2 separate regions of the Ovis aries genome follow, and region 2 is linked to region 1. The links are chromatin contacts, called in public Hi-C maps. All regions are on one chromosome and are shown on one strand. Each heading gives the region's core, a stretch centred on a gene start, on an enhancer-like site or on the middle of the called end of the contact. The rest is flanking DNA. Distances are from core to core; before and after follow the strand shown. Region 1 holds the start of ATP5PD (ATP synthase peripheral stalk subunit d). Region 2 holds the start of MIF4GD (MIF4G domain containing).

Region 1 (6,308 bases), core at 2,422-4,921:
TGGTTTTGAGAAATAGACCGAGAAGCAGTAAGGGGTCAAGTCTGTAATCTAGACTCAAGAAGTTCGGAAATAAAACTGTGGAAAGGGGAGAGCAAGGAGGGGGGAGGGAGAGAGAGAGAATGAATGGATGATAATGCAAATATAACCAAAACTGTTGCTTTTGGTGAATCTGGATAAAGAGAGCTCTTTGTACTATTCTTGCCCTTCAAAATCTTTTTTTTAAGGCATTAGAAAAGATGCTTAAGATTCTTCTTTTGAAGAAACAAGACTACCCATGAGCTGGTAATTGCTGTGGATGGTGGATGCACGGAATTTATTGTACTATTCAGTTACTTTGTATGCATTTGAAATGTTAAAAAAGGGAGGGGGCATTAAAAATAAAAAAGGAGACAGATTCCTCTTTTGACTGGTTGTAACAGCAGTGCTCTTCAGCCGTTTCATTAGCGAGCACAGCCATTTCAGCTTTCTTATGCAGAGAGAATGCTCCCAGGTCAAGGTGCCCTGCATCAAGGGACAGGCTCCCATCTTCAACTGAATGTCTCAAGGAGACGAAGATAGCCTTTTAGAAAGACGTTTAGACCCACTTATAGTCCAAGTGCCCTACAAACCAAAAGGATGAGTCAACTAATGATGCCCCTGACAATGGGCTGGAGAATGAATTAGGTCAGATGCAAAAATCTACAAGGAAGCATGAGACCAGTCTTAAAGAAATGAGGCCAAACCTTCATTATTCTTTTTTTTTCTTTTTTTAACGGCTGCAAGTTCAAACTAAAATTGAAAGAATAAATACCTAAATGTCAGAGATTTGCTGTTTCAGGCTGTGGATATTCACTGCTAGTAATAAGTCAATGTAAAAAGAGGTCCTGATAATTTTGTAGGTCCAGAAAAAACTCTACCTCCAAAGCTGAGCTGTGTCTCTTCCTTCTCCCAAAGGAGGATGAGAACAACGGGGCTCCTCCAAGACCCTCTCAGACTAGATGAGGTGATTGGAGGAACCCTACTTATGTTTAAAAAGCTTTGCTTCCTGTGCACCTGAGCCTGCTAAAAATCTCAAAATTCAAATCTCAGGACTTCCCTGGTGGGCCAATGGCTAAGACTCCGTGCTCCCAAGGCAGAGGGCTCAGGGAACCAAGATCCCACATGCCACACAGCACAGCCCTCCCCCGACCAGAAAAAAAAAAAAACCCTGTGAAAAATACATTCCAATCTATGAAACAGCTTTAAAGATTTGACCTGAATTTTGAAGATGCCCAGCACAAACAGTGTCCTTACCTTCTTCTGCCAACTCCTTTGTAATGATGAGCTTCCCATGGCGGAGGTAGTTTAGGATTGGACCAAAGTAGGTAGGGTCCCTGTCAATCAGATAGGCCCCTGTCTCGTCCTGCCAACCAAACACAAGGGTATCACTGTGGAGCTTTCATGCTAAATTAGGGCAGGGTCTCCACCTGTCTCTCACAATTCACAAGTGAGAGGGCAAGTTCTATTAGATGTTTATCACTAACCACTGGCAAGAAGGCTAGCTTTACGGGTCTTATACTTCAAGATGATTTCTGGGAGGGTGTTGCAGATGTATAGTCATATTCGTTATCTAGGCGTTGACTTGAACTTCTAAAATCTTTACTCAGACACGATTACCAATCTCTTCTCAGCCTTTTGGGTAAGATCAAGCGTAGATACAACTACCAACATTCTTCCTGTGGGATATTTGTTATAATGAAACAGAGGAAGAAAATGCCATAGCTGCGTGATCTAAATTTCTGCTTGAGACATTCTGACTTCTCTATTGTCCCTGAATCACATTCCTAATTCTAAGAAAACCTCTGTTTATTTGGCAGTGCTCCTGAGCTGAGGGCCAACGGCAGTGGGAGTCTGCGTTGGCAACTGTAACTCACACACTCCAGATCTGTGCCCAGAGGAAGCTTGGCATGGCCGGGACTTGGCTCTGAGCAATTTTAATCCTACTCATCTTTACAGTAAAGGGAACAAGAAGAAACTGGCTTCTACTGCAACAAAGAAGATTCAGGACAGATAAAATCGTTCCTTTATAATAAGTTAGGGCAGGACAGTTTGCCTTCAATCTGAGATGACAGGAGAGGTAGCAGATGAATAAACGAAACTAACCAATGTTTACTTGACCCTAACTGTGTTGCAAGGGAACAGCTAAGCGCTACATGGGACACAGGCAATGCAGGCAACAGTCAATGCTTTTAAGTCAGAAACTAAAAGATGAACGTGTAAAGTTAAAAAAAAAAAAATCAAACAGCTCAAACTGAAAATCGGTTAAGCGTCTTGTCACCTCTCAACTCTTTGGTTAGCAGCCGTGCATCTTGCCCAACGGTACTCTCTGGGTTTCATTTTCCCTGGTCTTAATCTGTCAGCTTAGGTTTGCACTGGCAAAGGACAAGCTCTTTCCTAGGAACGTATCTGAGCTCAAACCGGGACCTAACACAGTGACAGTTACCAAATACGAGCCCAGAGACCAGGACCACAGGAAAGAAGTGTGGAATCACGACAAGCGCTTCCTGCAACTGTCGAAGCCATCATCACACCCAGGCTTTCACCCAACTTGGCAGAGGGGTCGGAGCGGAAGTCTCAGAAAGCTACCTGGATGCCTTAGCTCGCCCTGACCCAATTCTGGATGCGTCTGCCATAGGCGCTGAGGGTCTTGACGAGGAACCAGGGAAACAAGGAAGTCAGGAGAAAACTCACGCAGACCTGAGGGGCTGGGATGAGGTGCAGAAAGGAAGGGGAAAAGGGGTGTGGAGCGGACGCTCAAGGGTGAGGGTAGGCACAGCGCGGGGAAGCAGCCGCTGAGAACGAAGGGTGCGGTCAGAGAGAAAGTCTGCGTGCGTCTGGGGCTGGGGCAGAAAAGCCCCCAGGGCTGGCTGGCTGGGAAAGACGAGGAGGAGGGGGTCCCGGCCCCAGGTGCCCTCCGGAGAGAGGCGCGTCGCAGGAAATCCGGGGACCAGCCTGGGAGGAACGAGGGGGTCCGAAGGCCAGGGGCGCGCCCGAGGGCGGGGCGCACCTTGTCCGAGTCCAGCTCCGGGTCCTCCTGGCAGCAGAGGCGGCAGAGAAAAGACTTGGGCTCCCGACCTAGGGTCTGCCTGGTGGTCACGAAGTAGGTGCCGCCCACGTTCAGCCGGACCCAGCGGGCCGCGCCACCGCCCCCTGTCCGCTCTGGCGGCCCGGGACCCGGCTCCAGCGGCTGCGCGGCGGCGGCGGGGGGCGGGCGGCCGTGCCCGCGGGGCGTGGGGCCAGCGGGGCGAGGGCTGGGGGGCCCGCGGCCCGGGCCGCCCCCATCGCCCAGCCCGCTCCCGCCGCCCCCTCCCAGCCCCGCCATGGCCGGGTCGAGCTGCAGCTCCGCCATCTTGGGCCACCGCCGCCGCCGCCGCTTGCTGCCCGCGCGCCGCCGGGCCGGCCCATCTCTCGGCAGGGAGAGCCGGGCCGGCCCATCGGCGGGGGTGGGGCCGCGGGAGAGGGACGGGAGCACCCCCAACCAGCGTCCGCATCCTCGGGCTGTGGAGGCGCTACGCCCGCCCCCGGAGGCGGGACTTCCTGAATCAGCCCTCGCCGCTATTCGCTGAACCGCAAGACAAGGCCTGCCCCCTTGGGTTTGGGGTTGGCTGAGGGGAGAGCTTCCGGTGACCCACTTCCGTTCTCTGCTGCAGTGGACTGCGGGCCGCCTGGGGTCGGTGAAGGTGAGTGGTTTTGGGGGCCTCTCTGCTCTGCTCCTGCATACCTCGGCTCGACCCTTGTCTCGCCCTGCTTCGCGCGGCTGCTCTTTCGCGCCCTTCTTCCTCTCCCCTGCCTCTAGCGCGAGGCCGCAGAGGCCAGTTTGGCCTCTTGACTTTTAGGGCTTCCAGTAACCTTTGTCTCGTCCAGCCTGACTCCAGTCTGGCGGCTTCAGGAGTCCGGTTTGGAGGCTGAGGAAACGCTGCCGGGACGTATTTTAGTCTGCTTGGTGACGCCCAGCAGGCTGGAGGGCTGTACGCTTCCCTTCTGAAGGTTCCAGCTTTCGAGCGTGTGGAGCTTTCAGAGCTTCTCTAGTGCAGGGTTCATTTACCGATTCAGTAAATATTCACTGAGCACCTGCTGTGTTCAGGATCTGTTCTAGGCGCTGGGGATTCAGCAGTAAATAAAAGACAACAAACCCATTTACGAAGCTTCCGAGCTTGGAAAACTCTCAGCAAGGGCACTTATTCTGTCTGGTGTATTTAAAGGTCACCCGCCCCTTACCTCCACTCCAGGGAACATAAGCTGTCTTGAGAGTGAAAGGAAGAGGCAGATGTTGGACATGTGTCTTCTTTCTTTTAAGGCCCTGGGGAAAATTTCCATCTCCTTTGTGATCCACCCCATAGTTTATAAAGATCTTTAACGGTTGTGATCACTTTGCATGTTCTCTCACATTCACGTATGTATTGAATACATTTTTTTTTTTAAGAGTATTGCCAATATACTCAGGGTATATGCTAACACTACAGGGGATCACCAGGCATGAATAAGGTGTGGGCGTATTACCAGTTTAACAAGGAGTGGGTAGAGAGCCCCTTAAGTTTGCAGTGCAAATTGGTGTGCACAGTTATATTTGATCTTTTTAACAGCCTTTTTTTGGCTAACAGGGCTTATTATCCCCATTTTTCAGGTGAGGAAATTTTGGTCCAGCGTCTGCTTTATTTAACTGAGCCTTGTTGAAATGTGAATATGTGTCAGGTTCTGTGCACTGGAGAATCAGTGAATAAAATGTAGGCTGAGTGGAAGTGTTTTTAAATTACTAACTTTTATGTAATGCATGAATATTGCTTTAGCAGTGTTTCCAAAGGTACATGGAGTGCAAACACTGGATAACTGGACTTTTTTTTTCTAATAACTGGACTTTTAAGGATAAATCAGGAGATGGGGAAGAGAGGGTATACCATCTAAAATATATTTATATGCCAGGTTGTACACCTTGAATTTTAAAAACTAAAAGAAAAATCCTCTTCTGATATTGTCATCCTAATTCCTTTAGTTGACAGATATACCCACTCATATGATGCTGATCTATTTCTTAAAACTTGAATACTTCTGCGATGCCCTTCAGAGGATTCTCTCCAAGAGCCCTGTTTTGATCTGACCTGTTGTATTTTCCAGGATCTCAAGATGGCTGGACGGAAACTTGCTCTAAAAACCATTGACTGGGTAGCTTTTGGGGAGATCATCCCTCGAAACCAGAAGGCCGTGGCTAACTCCTTGAAGTCCTGGAACGAGACCCTAACCTCCAGGTCAGTACCTTGCTGAGAGGGAGCCTCTGGACTTGTGATTTCATGTGGAACAAAATATATGAATTCTGATGTTCTTCTGGCAGAACGAAATTCATGCATTTTCTAAATACTAGTGAATTATTATTATTTTTTTTTGTTACATTCCTATAATCTCTCTCCTAGGGAAGAGTGTGGCGATAGCTCCAGGCCGTAGGAATGAAGAACAGGGAAATTGCTGTGTGAATTTCCTCTTGCTTGTGGAACAGTCCTAACTTTTGCTTTTCTATGTGAGCAGGTTGGCTACTCTGCCTGAGAAGCCACCTGCCATTGACTGGGCTTACTACAAGGCCAACGTGACAAAGGCTGGCTTGGTGGATGACTTTGAGAAGAAGGTGAGCCTTCAGGCAGCTAAAGCCCTGGTCTTGTAACACAGCTGTGGGTGGGGGAGCAGGACCCTGGACAGTTACACGGGATGCCAGTGAGGAAAGAGGAGTGGTGTTAACATCCAGATCCCAAGGGAGGCTCAGGAGAGACGGGTGTGGCCAAAGGTCTTGTGATGACAGATTTAAATGGTAAGTAGGTGCGGGAGAATTCAGGGTCTCCTCATTCAGCAAGTTTCTTGTCTAAGAAAACGGTATAACAGAGTCTTAATCCGAGATCCAGAGGGCTGTTGAGTTGGGTGTTTCTGCCTGGCTCCCTTCTGCGCTCCTCGCCTGCCTCCTTTTAAATCAAGCTGACATTTTTTCCTACGCTTTTACTATTTTCCTCTTTCCTCTGCTTTTTTATTGTCCCTTGTAGCTGTGGTCTCTCACTCACCTGTCTTCTTATTTGTATAATTTATGTTTTGACCGTACTGGGTCTCTGTGGCTGCGTGGGCTTTTCTCTGGTTGCGGTGAGCAGGGGTTCTCTCTCTAGTCATGGTGTGCAGGCTTCTTGTGGTGGTGGCATCTCTTGTGGAGCAGCAGAGCTCTAGTGTGAGGGCTTCAGTATCTGCAGCATGCATGCTCAGTAGCTGTGGCTCCTAGCTCTAGAGCACAGGCTCAGTAGCTGTGGGGGCTGGGTTTAGTT
Region 2 (6,308 bases), core at 1,973-4,472, 170 kb before region 1:
TTAACACCCCCAGGTCCATCCTCGCTGCCGTTGTTTCTTTGCAGAAAACACGTGGACATTTTAATAAAAATGGGGTCGTACACAAAAGGTTTTATAACCTCCTCTTTCCAATTACCAACTTGGTTTGACCACCTTGGTTTGAAGAAATGGTTTGAATTTGGACAGGGAGAGGTGGTGAGAGACCAGGACAGGAGGGAGGCCCTGCTCCCAACAGAGATGTAGTGTGAGCAGGCATGGCCGGACCAGTGGGCGATAAAGGCAGATCAGAGAGGGACGCTGAGGCCAAATGGTGGAAGGCCCTGAACACCAGGCCACGTGGCTTGGACTTGATTCTTGATCATCATCTTTGGGAGTTCCTGGAGCTTTGGGGGTTGAGCAAGGCTTGAGCCGAGCTGTGTCTTGGGGACACGGCCAGACATCTGTGGTCAACTGGAGGTGGCCAGCCTGGTGACACTGGTCAGGCTCAGAGCCCACAAGGACCAGATTCAGATCTATTGCCCAAGGAGGGCAGGGAGTGATGGGGCACACGGTCAGAGCACCTCTGGGAAGAGGGTCCAGAGCTCTCACTGGGTCCTTAAGAGCCTCGGTCTGTGGGAACTTCCCGGGCAGGAAGGAGCTCTGTCCGGTGCTGATTTCCACACCCCTTCTCTGGGAAGCCTGAATTAACCCAGCTGGAAGAGAAAGAATGAGGTTCACTTCTTCCGTCTTCTTGGCATTCATTCCTTCTTCCAGTAGCTATCTGCTGGGAGCCTGAATGTGCCAGGCCCTGTGTTGACAGAACAGAGCTCATATCCACATGTCCACCCTCTCCTCTCTCCTCAACCAGGGTACCCTTCCTCTCCCCAGGTGCGAAGCTACAAGGGCCTCCTGGACTGTGCTGGGCAGGTGCTGCGAGAGGAGGGGCCACAGGGCTGCTTCAAAGGCCTGTCTCCCAGCCTGCTGAAGGCCGCCCTCTCCACCGGCTTGGTATTCTTCTGGTATGAGCTCTTCTGTAACTTCTTCCATCACATAAGCAAGGCAGACAGCTAGCCTCCAGGGCAGAAAGGGTGGCCTGCGGTCTTCCCCTCCTGGAAGAAGACTCGATCAACGGTCTCCTGTTGCACAGAGAGGTGCTGCCTGGTCCTTCCCTCCAGGCCAGCTGTCTCAGGCACGAAGAGCCGTCAGGATTCCACTGGACGGGCACCGGGAGGCCCATCAGGAGGAGCTGGGCGTTCGTCCTCTGTCTGGCGGACACTGGGGGCAGCAGCTGCCCTCCTGCTGAGCTGGGCTGCCCAGAGAGCCCTCCTGAATCTGGGGCCGCAGGGTGAGCGTGAGGCTGGGACTGGGCCCTGTACAGGGTTCGCACACTTACTCCCACCACCTATTTAATAGATGTTAAAGCTGAAAGCAATCTTTCCCCTCCACCTTCGCTTCCAAATCACATCCCTCCTCCCAAAGCTGGAGGAAGGGAGCCCTGCCTTGCCTGCATTCTACTTCGCTCTGCAGTTGTGTCCCTCAGGCAGCTCTGCTTCTAGTTCTAGGGGAAGAGTCCAGCTGAATTGGTCTCTTTATATAAAAACTCCACCATACTCAGATCTCCGTATCTATAAAGGCACTGCTCAAGCTGTTCTCTCCCTGGGCAGGACTGGTCCCAGCCCGTGGGCCTCTAGGGAAAGCTGATCCCAGCAGCACCACCGGCACTAGGGGTATGCTGACGGGGCGGGGGTGTGGGTAAAGGCAGCAGCCCTCTGCCTCAGTCTCCCAGGATCACTCGCTGGAGACTGGGTTAGCCCTCCTGAGTGGGTGGGAGCTTAGGCTGGGCCAGGGGGCATCAGCTGCCCGCTTGTGAGCTCCTGGGTCCAGCATGGCGCTGGGTGCATCCTCTACAATCCCCGCAGGAAGGGGTTGAGCAGGCTGCCTGCTGCGGGGACACCTGGTGCCCCGGCAGTTGCCAGGTACAGGAACCCACAGTCTAGACACAGCCAGGGGTACGAAAGGAGAAGAGAATCACAGAAAAACCACCTGCTGGGAAGCATGGCCCTAGAGGCTGGCTGTGCAGGGGGAGCCCTGCACAAGACTGCTCCCCTGACCTCATCTCGGCTCTAGCTCCAGCCCTTGCACTGACAGCCGAGGAAGATGGCAACGAGGAGCAGCCATGGGTGGGCGTCATGGCTCTCCCGGGGTCCTGGGCCCCTTCTCACCATTACCGTGACCTCTCTGGTCTGGAATCCTGGAACCTCCCTGCCCTTGGTTGCTGATTATGAAGGTCCACGTGTGGCTAGAGGGTGTCTGGCAATCAAGGCTTGTGGCTGCCCAAGGGGGCCGCTGTCCGAATGTATTTTTTTGATATCCATGGAAGTAAACTTTATTCTCTTCAGCTCTCCGCTCTTTGGTTTTCTTTCTCAGCAGCTGAGGTTCTCTTCCTCGATCCATTTTCTGGAGACCACTTTGGCTGCTCTGTGAGTGGGAGAAGCGAGCCCTGGATACAGAAATCACCATCAACACATCTTTCTTGTCCAAGCTACAGGAAAAGGCAGTTCTTTCCCAGCCTCTCCTGTATGCCTTCCTGCGGCGCAGGGTTGACCTCTGACCTGGCCCTGTCTGGGCTGCTGAGCCCACACCTCTCCCCAAGCCCAGACCAAGACAACTGAGCCAGGCGCTTGCTCATCCATCAGTCAGGATGTGGATGTGTTTACTCAGTCATGTCTGACTCTCTGTGACCCAGCGGACTGTAGCCCGCCAGGCTGCTCTGTCCATGGGATTCTCCAGGCCAGAATACTGGAGTGGGCTGCCTTTTCCTTCTCCAGGGGATCTTTCCCCACCCAGGGACTGAACCTGGGTCTCTTGCATTGCAGGCAGATTCTTTGCCTTCTGAGCCCCCGGGGAAGCTCAACGTCAGGGTCACTTCCAACTCCTGGGGCATCAAAAGTTGGCAAACAGACCCCTTTCTCTTGAGCTGGTTCATTGATTGTCAATTTATTTTACCAATATCGTTTGTACTTGGAGTGGGGTGGGGGTGGGGGGGGCTTCGTGGAACTCGATCTAGCCCTGAGAGCTTCCTCGCCTTCTCTACCTCGTATGGGGGCGGCGGGCGGGGAGCCAGGGCCTACCCTCTGTGAGGTCCGGCCCCTCCCGCCGACTGCTCTGCCCTCCCACCTTGCTGCCCGCGCCTGTAGCCCGGCTGCGGACCGCGCCCCCCGCAGGCCCCTCCTACGCCGCTGGCCCGGCCCGGCTCCTGACCCCGTTTTAACCTCAGCCCCGGCGTGGGGCGGGGCGCGGTGGGTGCCACTGCTCAAGACCGAGGGCTTCGCGCAGGCCGAGGAGCAGGTCCGACCCAGCGCCCGCGAGCCGGCGTGGTCTCGGGCAGGCCCGGGGAGAACGAGGTGAGGAGAGGGAAGGGGCGGTGGGGGCAGGGGTCGCGGGCGTCCTGCGCCGTCGCACGCCGGGAACCTCTGAGCTGGCGCGGGCAGCGGCGTCGGGGCTCCGGCAGGGGGCACTCGTGCGCGGTCCCACCCAGGCCCCGCCCCTCCGCCCGAGGCCCCGCCCCTCCGCCCGAGGCCCCGCCCCGCCCCTGCGCTAGGAAATGACCTCAGCGGCGGCGAGGCGCCGGCGGCCTAGCCTGCAGCGCCGTGGACGCGGGGCGCGCGCACGATGTCGGCCGAGCGGCCTCCGGGCACGCGGGCGCGGCGCCGACGCGGCAGGTGGGTCCCCGGCTCTCTCGCCACCCCTACAGCTCGCGGGACACCGGACAGCGGGCCCCACTGAGCGGCCGGGAGGGGCGTTCCGGACTTAGGAAAGCTGCCCAGGTCTGGAGACCCTTAAGATCCGCTCCTTTGGCCGGAGGGAGAGGCACCGAGTCCGGAGGGGAGACCCCAGCGGGGACCACCTTTGTAGGTCACGTCACCGCTCTCCCCTCCTTCAGAAGAAGGCTCAGAATGGAGCTAAGGACTCTTAGCACTGCCCCCTTCTTGAGAAGGGAGGGCCAGGTTTCTGCCCCTCGGGAGGCCAGTGTAACCAGTCCATCCCGGGGAGAAACTGGCCGGTACAAGGGGAGTCAAGGAGGCACCCAACCCTCTGGCCGGCCCCAGCCCGGGACTGGGCTTTCTGGGCTGAGGACTCTGACATAAGGGAGAGGGATGGGGAGATGGGGCTTGGAACCCTGCTGGGACAGATGCCCACAGCCTGGAGCCCCGGCCCTCTCAGTCTCAGGGAGCTGTGGTGGACCAGTCAGTAGCTTCTCGATCGTCTTATACAGGCATGGAAAGTGTCTGATATCCACTCATCCACCCCCTCATCTCAGTGCACCTGACCCTACCCCAGCTTTGGTGTCAGCTGAGAATAACCTTGAGGCAGACTGGAGGACAAACACATTCACCCCTCATCTCTACTCTTGTGTAATCCCAGAGACTATCAGGATTCTTTAACTGAGCAGCAGGTGCCTGGCTGGTGCCCAGTCTCCACCAGAAGCCAAGCTTGGTGGGCGCCCAGCCAACCCCTGAATGCCATGGACTGCCCAGCCCTATCCAGGGCCCATAGGGCTGGGAGCCCTGCCTCCACGCTCCACGCCTAAGACCTCTCCATTCGCCTCTCCCCCAACCCAGGTGTTGTCCTTAGTCCCACCCCAGCAAAGAGCTGCTGCGGCTGGACAGTCATGGGGGATCCAGGTAAAGAGGAGTATAAAATCCAGTGTTTTGATGCAGAGACCCAGCAGCTGCTGAAGACAGCTCTCAAAGGTGAGCGTGGGGAGCCCCCTGAGCCTGGCTCCACAGCACCAGAGAGGGGACCAGACCGGAGGACTGGGATGACCCTGGGAAGGCACCACCCTCTCCCTTCACTTTCTGAGAGCAGGAGTCCGCAACATAATTCTGGAACTGGAAGACATTTAGGCCAGTATTTGGGAGTATGAATCATAGATCACAGTCACCCCTCAGATTGTAAAGTGTTTTTAAAGTACCCAGGAAAGGAGGGTGAGGCACAGAAAACCCAGTTCCTGCCCCTTAAGTCCTTAAACCTGCTGGACCTGGTTTCTGCGTTGCTGCAGCCCCTCTCTTGAATATGCGGAGCTGCCTGACTTGGGACAGAAGATGGAGTGTTCTGCTTGGCAGAGGAGCTCCACTAACTGTCCTGGGCCAAGGCCCTCCCGCAGCACTCAGGACAGAAGTTTGACTCAGCGAACGATTAGCAATGCCTGTAGCGTGCCAAGCTAAGCCTGCAGAGAGGCCCTCCCTGGCCTGCTTTTGTCAGGGGTTCATGTGTGTGTTGTAAGAACACTTTCTTCCGTAAAATGGCTGTCAGTGTCCCATCTTCAACCTAGTGCCAGGAAAAGACGTGTCCTAAAAAAAATGAGCGCTCTTTGACTCTATCAGCCACACAACCCTGTTCTCTTATTGGGTCACCAGGAGGCTTATGGCTGCAGCTGCTCCTGTGTGATGTTTCCTCTGTTTCCTGATCTCTTTAATTTTTTTGGCCGCACTGCATGGTTTGCAGGATTAGTTCCCTGACCAAGGATCGAACCTGTGCTCCCTGCAATGGGGAGCAGAGTCCTAAATACTGGACCTCCGAGGAATTCCCCCTTCTGGTCCTTTCAGTTCAGTTCAGTCGCTCAGTCGTGTCCAACTCTTTGCACCCCTCTAAACTGCAGCATGCCAGGCCTCCCTGTCCATCACCAACTCCTGGAGTTTACCCAAACTCGTGTCCGTTGAGTCAGTGATGGCATCCAACCATCTCATCCTCTGTCGTCCCCCTTTCCTCCTGCCCTCAATCTTTCCCAGCAGTGAAAGTATATAATGGGAGTGCTCATCAGTGAACACCTCAAATCCTTTAGTAGCAGGTGGAGGCATATATAACTAAGCAGCTCTAGACTCCCCACCTGTCTTTACCCTAGATCCAGGTGCCGTGGACTTGGAGAAAGTGGCCAATGTGATTGTGGACCATTCTCTGCAGGACAGTGTGTTCAGCAAGGAAGCAGGACGCATGTGCCACGCCATCATTCAGGTTGGGTGGGGCTGGCAGAGAAGGGGAGACGCTTTGAGGAAGGTGCTTCTGAAGTGGGCAGAGGCCAGCAGGGCAGAGAGGCGAAGGGCTGGCCTCAGAGGCAGGAGAGGAGGAGGACAGCAGGGAACTAGGCCTGGGAAGCTTGGGCCCTGGGACTGCCCTTTCCTTTCCCTGGCTCACAGGCAGAGAGCAAGCAAGCGGGCCAGAGTGTCTTCCGCCGTGGACTCCTCAACCGGCTGCAGCAGGAGTACCAGACTCGGGAGCAGCTTCGAGCCCGCTCCCTGCAGGGCTGGGTCTGCTACGTCACCTTTATCTGCAACATCTTTGACTACCTA

The links. Hi-C and Micro-C count contacts between places; a contact is called where the count stands out from the background.
Region 2: a contact with region 1 is called in a Hi-C map of liver, with 1.9 times the contacts expected there. The contact joins the promoter of MIF4GD here to the promoter of ATP5PD in region 1. A contact is called at or near these places in 2 of 16 Hi-C or Micro-C datasets (hypothalamus and liver).

What each region holds. Positions count from the first base shown.
Region 1 is chr11:55,728,652-55,734,959 of ARS-UI_Ramb_v3.0, forward strand. ATP5PD (ATP synthase peripheral stalk subunit d) reads left to right here and starts at 3,672. Exons shown (of 6, transcript NM_001142891.1): 1 at 3,672-3,698; 2 at 5,131-5,261; 3 at 5,536-5,632. The coding sequence starts at 5,140. It overlaps KCTD2 (potassium channel tetramerization domain containing 2), which reads right to left and starts at 3,431. Exons shown (of 6, transcript XM_015098962.3): 1 at 3,026-3,431; 2 at 1,273-1,381. The coding sequence starts at 3,367.
Region 2 is chr11:55,560,143-55,566,450 of ARS-UI_Ramb_v3.0, forward strand. MIF4GD (MIF4G domain containing) reads left to right here and starts at 3,223. Exons shown (of 5, transcript XM_060395012.1): 1 at 3,223-3,362; 2 at 4,581-4,712; 3 at 5,864-5,973; 4 at 6,156-6,308. The coding sequence starts at 4,631. It overlaps SLC25A19 (solute carrier family 25 member 19), which reads left to right. Exons shown (of 7, transcript NM_001142890.1): 7 at 847-1,432. The coding sequence ends at 1,029.